Linked DNA regions of Gossypium hirsutum: region 1 is linked to region 2. Evidence: chromatin contacts called from public Hi-C data. All regions are on one chromosome and are shown on one strand. Each heading gives the region's core, a stretch centred on a gene start, on an enhancer-like site or on the middle of the called end of the contact. The rest is flanking DNA. Distances are from core to core; before and after follow the strand shown. Region 1 holds the start of LOC107941770 (acyltransferase-like protein At3g26840, chloroplastic). Region 2 has its middle 25 kb from the start of LOC121221077.

Region 1 (6,856 bases), core at 1,940-4,439, 71 kb after region 2:
TTGTTGTCCACAACTTACCACCCACAAATGGATGGTCAGACAGAGGTGTTGAATCGTTGTCTCGAAAGTTACTTAAGGTGCATGACTGGAGAGACTCCCACCAACTGGTTCCGGTGGTTACCACTAGCTGAATGGCGGTATAATTCTTCCTTCCATTCCTCTATTCAACTTACTCCCTATGAAGCTCTATATGGGCAGCCTCCACCTTCACACATGCCATACCTTGCTGGGGTCTCCTCTGTGGCGGTCGTCGATAGGAGTCTGCAAGCTCGTGAGGCTGCAAGAAAATTGCTACATTTCCATTTAAAAAGAGCTCAAGGACGCATGAAACAATTCGCAGATAGACATAGGAGTGAGAGGAGTTTTCAAGTTGGTGATTGGGTCTATTTGAAGTTACAGCCATATAGACAACACACTGTCAGAAAAATTTTGAATCAAAAGCTATCTCCCAAATTTTATGGCCCTTTTCCAGTACTTAAGAAAGTGGGTGAAGTCGCATACACCTTGCAGTTACCTCCGGGGTCTCGTATCCACCCAACTTTCCATGTCTCCCAACTGAAGAAACACGTAGGGTCTGCTCCTTCGCAATCTCATTTACCCTTGGTCGATATTCATGGTGTCTTACCAAAGGAGCCGGTCAGAATCATTGAGCGACGAATGGTGAAAAGAGGGAATCAAGCTATCACTGAAGTTCTTGTTGAATGGATTGATTCTTTCCCTGAAGATGCGACATGGGAGTCTTTGTCTGAGTTACAAGCTAAGTTTCCTCATTTTCATCCTTGAGGACAAGGATCTGGTCCTGAGAGGGTGGTATTGATGTGTACTGGAAAAGTTAGTGAAACGTTGAGTTTTGGGTTGAATGAATAATTGGTTAAAACGGGGCGTTGCATGTTAAGTGAAACGATGTGTTTTGTTAACCGTTTTTGCCACGTCAATTCTTGTTATTTTTTCTTCCTTTTATGTTAAAAGTGTGGGGAGTGAGTTATGAATTTTTATGAATAGAGAAAACAGATTTTCTCCCTATCTTCTTTTTCTCTCCCTTTCTCTGCTCTTTTCTCTCTTAAAAATTCTACTCGATTTTTGAGTGTTCAACAGAAATTGACGAGAACGAGCTACACTCTAAAGCAACAAAGCTCTCACAGAACAAAGATGACCGAACAACCAAAAAGAAGATGAAGCTTAATCGCTTAATAGTTACAACTCCCAAGAAACGAACATGGCTCGACACCTTTCACCACCAATAGCCAATAACGCCACCACCACAATCATTTCCTTCATAATACGTCACCACTACGAAACCAAATAACGACGAAAAAGCAATAACTACCACCGTCCAAGTATTCGTTAAAGAGGAACATAGATGGACACACGCAAAGCCACCACCAGTAGAGCCACAAAAGCACGAAGGTGGAAAAACAAGAACACAAATCACCCGAATCTTTAGAGAGAAAATTCCAAATTCCCGCTACCAGCCCTCCGATACTTTATATCCTTTTAGATGAAAAAGATAAGGGTTTTTTGTTAAAATTATTTTCAGTTTTTAAAATAATTTTTAATTATATCTTTTTCCAAAATTTAATGACTTTAAATATTTATATTTTGAGGAGTTTTTTTTTAAATTTTTTTTCAAATTTTATTGGTTTTAAATATATATATAATTTTGAGAATTTTTTTTAAAATTGTTTATATATTTTTGAAGTTTAAAATATATATATATAAATTTTTTAATTTTTATATATTTATTATTTCATATAAGTTTTTTTAGAATCAAGATTAAATTGACATAATATTTAAATATTAAAGGCTAAATTTATTATTATAACAACAAAAAATAGATAATGGGGTGAAATTAATAAATACTAAATTGCTTGATTCTTTTTTGAAAGGTCAATTTACTTAATATTAAAATTAAAAAAATAAAAGAAAGTTTTTTTTTACCTTTTTAATCAAATAATTAATATTAATAATTCAACTTTTACTTTTCGTTTAATATATATAGAAGTACTTAAAGTTGGCAACTTGTACCTAGTTGGTATTTAAGGTTTTTTTTGACTTAATTGATATTTAAGCTTGAAACCCATGAGTTAATTTAGTATTTTTTTAAGTATCTGATTAACATTGTTAAAATATGCCGACGTGACACTAACGACTAATAGCATGATGACAATCTCACATTTTAAAATATAAAAAATTAAATAACAACTAAAAATAAATTATCAAGTTCAGATATCTTCGTATATGTTAATTCGTATTATAACCACATAAAAAATTATTTTTTAATTTATAAATCAGCTGTAGAGGCTTACTTGTAGGCTAAACCTATGATGACTAAATTAGATAAAAAAGTAAAGAAAAAATTGACTAATAATCTTAAAAAAATGAATCGCTTTCTCATCATCTATAATTAAATTTCTTCATTTCTCTGTTACATTTAACACAACACAAGCTAACAAAATTACACTTTTTTATTTTAATTGCTTTGAATTATATCTTCACACTTTTCCAAAATTATCAAGTTAGCCCACTTTGTGATAAACATGTCAACTTTACTATTATTTTTACATATATATTAAAAAAATATAATGATTTATTTGGCCTTATAATTTTATAAAAAAATTAATTTAGCATTTCATTTTATTTTTTATTTTTTAACCCGCTTTTTTATGTCAAATTATTCAAAATGAATGAAAAATTAATATTTTTTAATTTTATTGATGTGGTATTCACATGGATAACATGTAAACATTTAATTAATTTTTTAAAATTTTAAAAATTTTAAAAAAATATTTTAAAAAATAAAAATTATTAAAAAAGTATAAAAAATATTTTTTAATGTTTTAAAGTTTTAAAAATTAATTAAATATTAACATGCCATTAACGTAGCAATTCACGTATAGGCTACGTCAATAAAATTAACAAACCTCATCAATTTTGAAGTGATTTAATAAAAAAATACAAATTTAAAAGTAAAAAAGAGACCTTAAAATGATTATTATGTTGGACTGTTAACTTTTACTAATTTTTATTTGAATTACTATTTTTTAATAAATTATTTAATTGGATTACTCCTTTAATTCTTGTAAATCTGGTGGAAATATAGAAATTAATTGATTAAATTAGCTACTAAAAGTTTCGACCAACAGGAGCATCGTATAGACCTGGAAGTTGAAAAGATGTTTTGTCTGAGCTTATCTTTGTCTCACTATTTTCATATAAAATATAGAGTCTTCCACTCCACTACAAAGGTATAAGTCCCACTACTCTCACTTTATTATATAGTAATCACTCTTCTTTATAAATTTCCCCATTTCCAATCAGACAACTAAAAGGGATTCGTCCCCATGGCGGCAACCGGACCTTCTCTGTTTGTCGCCAGTCCGTTAGTGACGTCAACGGCCGGAAACTCGGTGAGGAACCGGTGCTTAAGCTCATTTCGAGCGATGGCGGTGTCTGCAGATCAGAAATCGTCACCGGCGACGGTTGCAACGAGGTCAACGGAGAAGGGAAGATGGTTGGAAGAGAAGAATAGGAAGGGAAGGAAGGAAGAAGAAGAGTTAACATCGAATATTTACTCGAATCCTCAGGAAATAACCGACGAGAATGGAAACACGTTGAGAGAATATTTCCAAGAGTGCAAAGATTTGATGATCCAATCAAAGGCAGGGCCGCCACGGTGGTTTACTCCTTTGGAGTGCGGGTCCCATGCTCCTGATTCTCCTCTCCTCCTCTTTTTGCCTGGTTTGAATTTCTTTTTCATTTTTTTTTTGGAGTTTTTGATAAGGAAATCATAGCTAGCTTTTGTCATTAACTTTATAATAAAGCTATCAACTTTTTTGAAAATGAAATTCATATTATCAACTTTTATTTTTCATTTTTATTAAATTTGAACGTTAATACAGGGATTGATGGCATGGGGCTTGGACTTTTTAAACATCATCATAAACTGGGAAAGTAAGTGACACTTTTACTCTTTTTTTTTTTTTGGTAAACCTTTTTTCTGAAGTTGAATTGAATTTGATTTTTTTAAAAAAAATTATTGAATGAAGGATTTTCGAAATTTGGTGTTTGCATATTCCAGTAACGGATAAAACATCATTTACAGGTAAAGATCCGGCCTTTCATGCATATGTTGAAAGCATATATTCCTAATCCTATGTACTTTCTGTCTTTAACTTTTCAACATAATATAAAGCAGACATTATCATTACTTAATGACAAATCTTACCAAGTAAATTCAAACTATACTTTACTACCCTTTATTATAAAGTTTTTGATTCATGTTGAAATTTTTCTTATTTTTATCAACTTGATTATTTCAAGTACTTTGGTAAATAGCTTGTAAATGGCTCAGAATTTGATTTTTCAAAATGTACTAAGCAAAATGCTAATGCCAAGTTGATCATAGTGTCTCTTTATATATAAAAAGGACCATTAATATCCTGTTTTAATATTGTTACATTTTGATTCTGTTCTATTTGCATAATTTGTTTATTTTCCTTAGATCTAGTGAAGCTGGTTGAAAGAACAGTAAGGTCCGAGTACAAGAGATCACCAGACCGACCAATTTATATTGTTGGAGAGTCTCTTGGAGCATGCATTGCCTTAGATATTGCTGCTCGTAACCCTGATGTTGATCTTGTGCTAATTTTGGCCAATCCAGGTGCAAACTTTTGCTGTTATAATACTGTCCAATATAAAAATAGGATTGATTTTGGAACCTGAACATAACAGATTTACATTGTAAAGGAATAGTAAGAGGTGGATACAACAGAGATGATAAGATGTACTTTAAACCCCAGAAAACTGGCTAAAGCGTGATGTTGATCGTTGCAATACAATTAATAGTGTTTGCTGTCTCGTTTATGTTCTGTTTGCAGCTACATCATTTAGCAGGTCACAATTACAATCTCTAATACCTGTACTGCAAGTCATGCCTGATCAACTCTCGTTGTACTTCTCTTACATGCTGAACTTGGCATCAGGTTTGGAGGCTTTTCTTTAAATTCCAGTTTGTTGGCCTTGATACTTACTTGAGGCTGAGGTGTATAACTTGTTCTATTTAGTCTAACAGCCTTAAAAGCATAATGTTAATGACTTTTTGTTGAAAACAAATAAAATAACGATATTTTAGCATCACTTTTGGTAGATCTATTATTCTTATTGCTGATCAGAAATAATTAAGAATGTTGGTGAGATGTGAGCAATGGTATCTGTTTAGGTGATCCTTTGAGGATGGCCATCGAAAATGTGGCAAAGGGACTTATGCCACACCAAATTGTTGGAGAGCTAACACAGGATCTGGTTGCAATGTCGTCTTATCTCTGTGTAAGATTCATTTATGAAACATTAATGCTGGAAGTACTATTTCAGTTGACATTTATTGTGTTACTTCCACATCTGCATTATTTTGTTGCCAAAATGTATATGGAGATGATAGTTTGAATATGCTTTTATCTTTGAGGATACAACTTTTCATTCATAGAAAAGATAATAGCTTCACATAGTTTATGATGCTCATGCTCTGCATTTCACCTAATGTATTTTCATTTTGGTGCAAAAAGAATTGACAATTTAAGTCTCAGGTTCTGGCTGACATGTTACCCAGGGAAACACTTCTCTGGAAGCTACAAATGCTTAAATCTGCTTCTTCATCTGCCAATTCACATCTCCATGCTGTAAAAAATCAAGCATTGTTGCTTTGCAGGTCCTTAATTAGTCATCAACTCCATCCATTGATCTTTTTGTTAATATTCTTGCCTAGTTTATGGCCCCTATTGTGATAATGGCTGGTGTTTTCTATTTTTTGGTATAGTGGGAAGGATCAGTTGTTTCCCAGTGAAGAGGAAGCTCAAAGACTGTACCACATGTTGCCTAAATGTGAGAAACGCGTGCTTGAAGAAAGCGGGCATTTTCTCTTCTTAGTAGGACTCTCTCTCTCTCGCTCTCTCCCCCTCTCCCTCTCATGTTTTGTAAATAATCAGCAGCATGAAAATGGTTTTGATGGAAACGTAATTTGGGTAAGAAAGAGGTTAAATAAAACTGAAGACTAACTAAGATGAATAAGTATCATTTGTTTACATAGTAATGCAGGGTCTTGAAACAATATTTTGCTTGAAATATCATTTCTCAACCTATTCTGAAAATGCATCATATTTTTGCTCATTCATCGCAGGAAGACGGTTTTGATTTGGTAACAGCCATCAAGGGTGCTAGTTTCTATCGCCAAGGAAAATACCTTGACTACGTGTCAGATTACATACCACCCACACCTTATGAATTTAAGAAAATATATGAATCAAACAGGTAATAATATATCCTATGGCAAAAATTTTATGCAAATTGCATTAACAGGAATAAACCATGGGTGATTCTAATTGGAAGAATGACATTTTGTTTGTCTGGGGTATGTAAAAGTTGATGGTTGGAATTGTTTGTTCTATAAGTATTTACTTTTATTTGTATAGTATTTATGTATGTGTTTTTATATTGGTAAAACATAACAAGATATTTAATTAAAGTATATATACCCCAAGATTCAATGCCAGGATCTGTTACTGTCGATCCCTATGTTTTTGCTTGATGCAGATATGATCACACTGGCAGTTCCCAATTCTAGTATATTTTTCGCTGTGTAAGCACATTAACATTTAATACTAACTACAAAGTATTGTTATTCCTAGATGGGTACTTGCTGTTACTAGTCCTGTGATGCTCTCAACTTTAGAGGATGGCAAAGTGGTGAGGGGCCTGGCTGGAATCCCCTCAGAAGGACCAGTCTTGTATGTTGGGTATCACATGTTGCTGGGATTTGAATTGGCTCCCCTAGTGCTTCAGTTTCTCATGGAGAGAAATATTC
Region 2 (7,124 bases), core at 3,053-5,552:
CAATTTTAGAGCCAAGCATCCTTTCCTCCCTGTTCTCTTTTTTCTAAAAGCCTATACAACTTTGTAGTCTAGGAGTACATTGTCTGTAATAAGTTTGGTAGGCACAAAAGCAGTTTGAGACTCAGCGGTGCATGTTTCAAGAGTCTTTTGTAATCTATTTGTAACAGTCTTCACAATAAGTTTATAAAGCACCATATATAGGCTTATGGGTTTGAAATTTTTTAAGTTTGTAGGATGACTCACCTTTGGGGTTAAAACAATATTTATTCTATTCAAAGGTTCCAAAGATTTACCTTTGATCAAAATATCAAGGCAGAACTGGAAAATATCCTTTCTTATAATGTGCCAGTACTTCTGCTTCAAAAATTTATTCTCCATTGTATTTGGCCGTCAATACTCTATTTGTATCATCACTTAAAAGTTTTGACGTCTGCTAAAATCTGACTAGAATTGTTTTCGCCTCTAGTGGCAAAAATGTTCGAAAAATAAGCTCGAGTAACCTTTTCCATTTCTCCTTGTTCAGTGACTAGAATTCTCTCCTCATTTTGCAATCCGTTAATCTGATTTTGTCGACGCCTTTGTGATGCAAAATTATGGAAAAAATTAGTATTCCTATCACCCCATTTTAACCGATTCGCTCTCGCTCTTTGCTCCTAATACTTTTCCTCTTTGTTAGCCTCCATATTTATATGCAAATTAACATCTAATATTTCTACCAACACGTCACTCGTTCTATCCTGCCTATCCAATTTCTCTAATTTTTTCTTCAACCCCAACGTTACCCTATTTTTTTCTTGCTTTTACCCTATCAGCCCATTCCTTCAAGCCTACCTTCATACATTCCAGTTTATCAATTAGCTCTCTAGAGCTAGAATCCCACAACTTCTTAACTACTGTTTCGCAAGACTCTTTCATGCACCACCAAGCTTCGAATCGGAATTGATTTTTTGCTCTTTTATTTGGCTCTTGATCCGTTTAAATAAATAAAAAGGAAATGATCGAAAAATGAATGAACAAGATGCCTCAGGGAGAAATTCAGGAAATTCTGTATCCAATCCACATTAGCAACACCCCAATTAAGTCTTTCTCTTATATTGGTTTCTGGTAAGTTACCACATTCCCAAGTAAACCATGGGCATGTAAAACCAATGTCCTCCAAGCCACACTCATCCAACGCCCTCCTAAACTCTTTCATTCTTCCCTCATCTATAGGAGCGCCTCCTTTCTTCTGATAATCAAACATAATTTCATTAAAATCGCCACTAACGAGCCATGGAAAAATGTTGAATAGCCCTCAAAATTTTTAATAGCGTCCATGTTTCCATTTTGTTTTTACTATCTGGAGTACCATAAAAATCCATAAAATGCCACACCTGACTATTTGGGGTTTCTTGTATAACCACTTCAATGTGATTTTTCGAGTAGTTTTGAAGGGAAATTAAACAACCCTTTCTCCATCCTAAACATAAGCCACCTCTCGTGCCCTTAGCCGACACGTCAATTCCACAAAAATAACCACAATGTCTTCTTACTCTTTACATTTTCTTCGAATCAAGTTTGGTCTCCATAAAGAAGACGATTTGGAGATTATAAATTTTCAGTAGATGCTGAAGTCTCCGAATTGCCCTCAAATTCCCCAAGCCGCGAACGTTCCAACATAATAGTTTTATGGCGTCCGGTCGACCTGCCAGCTACCGACTCTGTTGGTCTCCTCAATAGACTAGAAAACTTGACCCAGTTGAACGTCCTACCTCAGACCGAGGCCTTTTTTTTTCCGTCCATTAATTTTAATGGAATTTCATATAAGTCTTGGTCCATTAGCTTTTGGGCCTCTATATTGGACTTTCTTCTGGTAGAATTTTGGATTTTGGAAAGTAATCTCATATTAACTCCTCCATTCATGGGGCCAGATTGTGTCTCCCTTAGATTGCTCACTCCTTTCTTATCCATGGTATTTCCATAATTAGGATTTCTACCACCACTGTCTTCTACCAACCACTGACTCCTCCACGCCGCTATTTTTTTTAATTTTGAAAGGTTTATTAAAATTTTTTAAAGATTTTGAAAGGTCTAATTAAAATTTTTACAAATTTAAAGAGCCTAACCAAATTTAAAAAAAAAAAAAACTTAAGAGTTGAATACAATTTTTTTCATTGCTGTGTTGGTAAAAGAATAGGAAAAGAATAGATTGAAAATGATAATTTTACTGTTACAAAAATAGTATTTTATTTTTAGATTATTAATAATATCTCAACAAAATTTTAAATAAATTAAATTTATTAATAAAATAAAAGATTATTATGATATACTATTTGTAAAATATTTAATTATTATAAAATTTTAAATTATTTATATATTTTATTTTTTAATTTTATGTATTTTTATAAAATTTTAGAGTGTAAAAGAGGTAGGTTTACATTTGTCAGAAGGTTTTATTATATATATTATACAAATATTTTATATTTTATTATATTTAAATAATAGATAGTATGTATTAAAAAATTATAAAATAATAAAATATATATATTATATGTTAAATATTTTTATTTTTAAATATTATGTTTAGAATATTTTATTATTATATAGTTTTATTGTGAAATATATTATATAGTTTAATATATTATTTTGTAAAAAATATTTTAATAGCATTTTAGAATTATTAAATAAATTTATTTCATATAAAAATATTATATTTTATATAATTTATATCATAATTATAAAAATATTTTAATAAATTATATTATAATAATTATAAAAATATAATAGGTTTATTTGAAATCCTTGAAGCCCTTGCTTGTCAAAATCCAAAATGTAAACATTGTCTTTTCCCTTAAAAATGATCGCAAGTCCATCTGATTTGACGTTGAAATGAACAAATTTCGAAATTAAGGTTAAGTTTTAAGGAGTATTTGACCAATTCATAATCTCACATTATAGAATAGTGTCAAGATGTTGTGATATAGGGTGTAATTATGAATTGGTCTCAAAGATTTGACCAATTCGTTATTGCCCATTTCTTATGTTATTTTAAATTACGGGCGAAATCTTAAAATTTGGACCAATTTTTCCTTTAAACTTTTTTCTTAAATAAAGTTTAAGACTAATTAAAAATTAAAAAAATATTTTTTTCTTAATAATGAACCAATAGATATCATACATTATAATTACAATTATTATATTTTATTTAATAATTTATTTATTAATATATTAATTATGGTTCTAATTGTAATTATAGTTGTTGCAAGCACTTTTTATAAATTATTATAATTATGATTTATAAATTTATTTCAATATCATATATTTGCTTATTAATATATAAACTATAATTAAACTTGTTAAAAATAAATAAATTCTATAACAAGGACAATTGAGTAAAATATGTTTCTAAGTAATCTTAAATTTGATAAATGAAGCACTTGAATCTTATGTTCTAGCCAAATGAACTAAAAAAAGTAATCTCATAATTTACTCTTAATTCTATTACGAAGCATAATAAAAAATTTGACCAACCAAACATACACTTAATGTAATACAATTGTTTTTTATGTGAAAAATAGAAAGGTATGTCCTCATTTAACACTATAACAAAAGTATAATGGTTTCTTTTGTTGAAAAAGTTGAGTTGTACCAAAAGTGAAACTTTCGCTTGGTCAACATGTTGAAGATCATCTCGAGAGCTGATAACAATGCAAACAAGATTCAGGGGAATGTATGCGCTGTGGGGCAATTGAGGAAATGTAAACACATGCATTGTGTTCTTGGCTTATGTAAAAGACCACAGGATCTACGCTTCCTTTTATTTTGGCTAAATCTTTGAGGCGTGCATTGCAGAGGCTTTGGCAATAGTGGAAGCCATGGAAGTTGCAAGGGAATTGGGCAACTCTTTTATTATCATCGAGGGAGAGCCCTCCAGGTCATCTCTAATCTTCGAGACAACAAACAAGACTGTGATCACAAAAGGCAGAATGTTGATAAAGCAATTCCATATTTGCTGTGTTCAACATGTGAAAAGACAAGCCCACAAATTGGCTAGAAATGGCTTAGTTTGTACCAGAAATGTAATTTGGGTGAACGAACATCCACATTGTCTTCTTGAAACTATAATTGCTAATGCTTTTAATCTTTAAAGAAATGAAGCATATCTTCTTTTTTTTTTATTTAAAAAAAAAAACAAAAAACAGCTTTGGTATGGTCAACAGTTAGATGGCTAATGGAACTGCCTTTAGAAGGAACAAGGTCCCCTAACTTGGCTCTAAATTGGTTGATGAAAATATAAGTATTGTACAAACCCAATTTACCGGGGCCCGCATGCAAAAAAATAAAGGCCCAATTCTTTACAGACCCAAACCCCAAAACCTCTAAAACCCAAGCCCAATACAACAAAAACAAAACCTAAGCAAAAACCTAGCCCCTCTGCTCTAGCGCCGCAAGCAGCCTCGCCTCCAGCAAGGACTCTGATCGCCGCAGGACTCGGAGGGCCTCTCCACGCGTGCCATACTTCCACAATACCTACAAGCACGGACTAAGAGTCCAAAAGAAAAAATATTGTAAAAATAAGGCATTTATCGGGCTATATAAAGCCAAATTTATACACTGAGGAGGGATCGAAAAAATACACAAACAGAAATAGGAAGGAATACTGAGTTTGCAAAGAATATTTCTTTTTTCTTGAAGGTGAATCGTTTTTATTTTTTATTTTATTTTTTTTCATCTATTCTTTTGATTTTTTTTTGTTTTGTAAAATAATAATACAAAAAGAACGAAGGAAACTTACCCGAGAGCGTCGCGCCGTCGCCATCTCCATCGCGATCGGAGCTTTGGCGAGGAGGCCGACGAACGGCGGTGCAATGATGCTAGGGACGAAACCCTAGCAGAGCAAAGGGAGTTTTTTTTTTATTTTTTTTCTTTCTCTTTACAATATGATGAAAATGTTTTTTTTTAAAAGAAAAAATCTGTTTTAAGTAATGAAGTAAAACGGCGCCGTTTCGTCTAAGCCTTGACCCGCGCGGTGACCCGACCCGAAGGGGAAGATCCGCGCGTTTGGCTTCAAAGGGAAAATTGCGCAGTTAGCCCCTCCCTCTTGCAACACGTTTCAATTAAGTCCTGTCTTTTTTTTTAAAAAAAATTGGGACGCAGATTTTAGTTTTGCTACAATTAGATACTTCGCTGTGGCATTTGGGAGGGAAGGAATAATTTCCTTTTTAGTCCCTCATTGTTGCTCGCACATTCGAATTGATACCTTTTATTATTTTTGAATTCGCCCCTATTTTTCGTCATTTGATCGATTTAATCCGTTTTTTTAAGATTGTTTTTTTTTTTATTTTGTGTAATTATTTGTTTTTTTATTGTCATTATATTATTATTACATTGTTTGCTATCATTATTACTACTGTACTTATTATGCATACACGCATATTTTCATATATATATAATATATGTACACATTTTCAATATGTATACTTTTAAGTTTTTATAAAGTTGCATATTTTACGCATACATACTTATTTTATATTTTTTATTTTACTGTCCTTTTTTTTATATATACTATATACTTTATATATATACATAGGCGTTTTATAACATGCGCATGTTTAACATATTCGCGCACCCGTTTCCAAAAATCATTATAAATATTTTTATTATATATATTATACATATATGTGTATTTAAATGTATGCGAATATAAATTTGCATGATTCACTTACGTCTTTATTTTTGTAAATATCTACACAAATACACATTTTTCTTTTGTACATTTTTTATTTTCACATATATATATGCATGTGTTTTATTAGTTTTGATTGATACACTCCATTCCATTTTTTATCCTTGTATAGGCGTATTAAATATATGTGTACACATACTTGCAAGTTACTTGTATAATGTATTTGTATGTATATATTTGCAAATATTTATTTATGCCGTAAATTAGAGGATTCGTATCATATTACATATTAACCTTTTAACATACTCTTTTGAAAATATACTTTGGTTTTAACCATTCATCAAAGTTATTATTTTATTTAAAGGTTTTTGAATGAAAGCATTTTTGGAAGTTCGGGATTTTTGAGGGGAATTGAGCCCTAACGTATTGGGTTCTGATTTACTTTGTCAATCCTAAATGACCGAGAATATTTTTATTCAAAATGCATAAAAAGTCATTTTTAGGAACTTAACCTGTTGTGCCCTAACGTATTGGGTGTGGCATGTTACTTTCTTGGAATGAAGATTTTCGTATAAAATAAAATGGATATTCAGAGTTTGGGGATTATGAGAAATTGTACCCTAACGTATTGGGACTCGATTTCTTTACATGACTTGAACAATTGATTATCCTTTTGCCAATTTCACCATTCAAGCTTATTTTAATTTTTTTTTCAACACAAAGACATTAAATAGTCAATTTGGTGCCGATTTTTGGGCGTTACGAGGGTGCTAAACCCTCCTCGTACGTAACTGACTCCCGAACCTGTTTTCAAAATTCGTAAACCAAAAAAATGATTTTCGAGGTGGGCCGGTCACACCTTAATAAAGGATCGGTGGCGACTCCAGTTTTTATTTTCAAAGTCGACAACTAAATTTTTGTTTTCAAAAAACGGTTTCGACAAGTATAACGCCCTAATTTTTGTTGGTGTTAAAAAGCTGGTTTTGGGTCGATTTTGTGAACCGAGATAATTGGAGAAGTCAAATAAAAATATTTTAGAATTAGTGTCGAATTAATCATGGGTGATGGGTGTTGAATCATCAAAAACAATATTTCTACCCCCTAAACAATAAATAAATAGTAGTATAGGAATTAAGGGTCGATCTCCGACGAGCGAGTTAGTATTTTGTTATTTATTTAACATTTACGAGTATTTATTAGAGTCGTATTAAAATTTGGTTAAGAAATTTTATGTTTAGATACTTAATTAAGTGAAAATGACTAAATTGTAAAAGTTGGAAAAATTAACTTCTATTATTTAATTGTATCAAATAGTTATGAAAAGGTAATTAAATGGATTTAGTGAGTAAATATACCATATAGTATGTTAGTGGATAGTCATGGACAAGATTTAGTTGAAATTTTTAAATAATAATAAGGGTAAAATAGTAAAATAGTAAATAAACATAAAATTAAGTAA

What was found. A called contact is a pair of places that touch in the nucleus more often than the background predicts.
Region 1: a contact with region 2 is called in a Hi-C map of leaf, with 3 times the contacts expected there. The contact joins the promoter of LOC107941770 here to the enhancer-like site in region 2. A contact is called at or near these places in 4 of 34 Hi-C or Micro-C datasets (hypocotyl and leaf).

What each region holds. Positions count from the first base shown.
Region 1 is chrD09:328,977-335,832 of Gossypium_hirsutum_v2.1, forward strand. It overlaps LOC107941770 (acyltransferase-like protein At3g26840, chloroplastic), which reads left to right and starts at 3,190. Exons shown (of 14, transcript XM_016875374.2): 1 at 3,190-3,738; 2 at 3,900-3,951; 3 at 4,047-4,102; 4 at 4,502-4,660; 5 at 4,878-4,982; 6 at 5,219-5,325; 7 at 5,583-5,704; 8 at 5,813-5,921; 9 at 6,173-6,303; 10 at 6,681-6,856. The coding sequence starts at 3,342.
Region 2 is chrD09:256,934-264,057 of Gossypium_hirsutum_v2.1, forward strand. No RefSeq gene overlaps it. Among protein-coding and RNA genes, the nearest start is that of LOC121221077, 25 kb to the left of the region's middle. Within about 2 kb of position 4,303, at least 1 of the 9 cell types and tissues checked has an H3K27ac peak or open chromatin away from gene starts, as enhancers often do. A contact at or near this core is called in leaf, where this site is marked.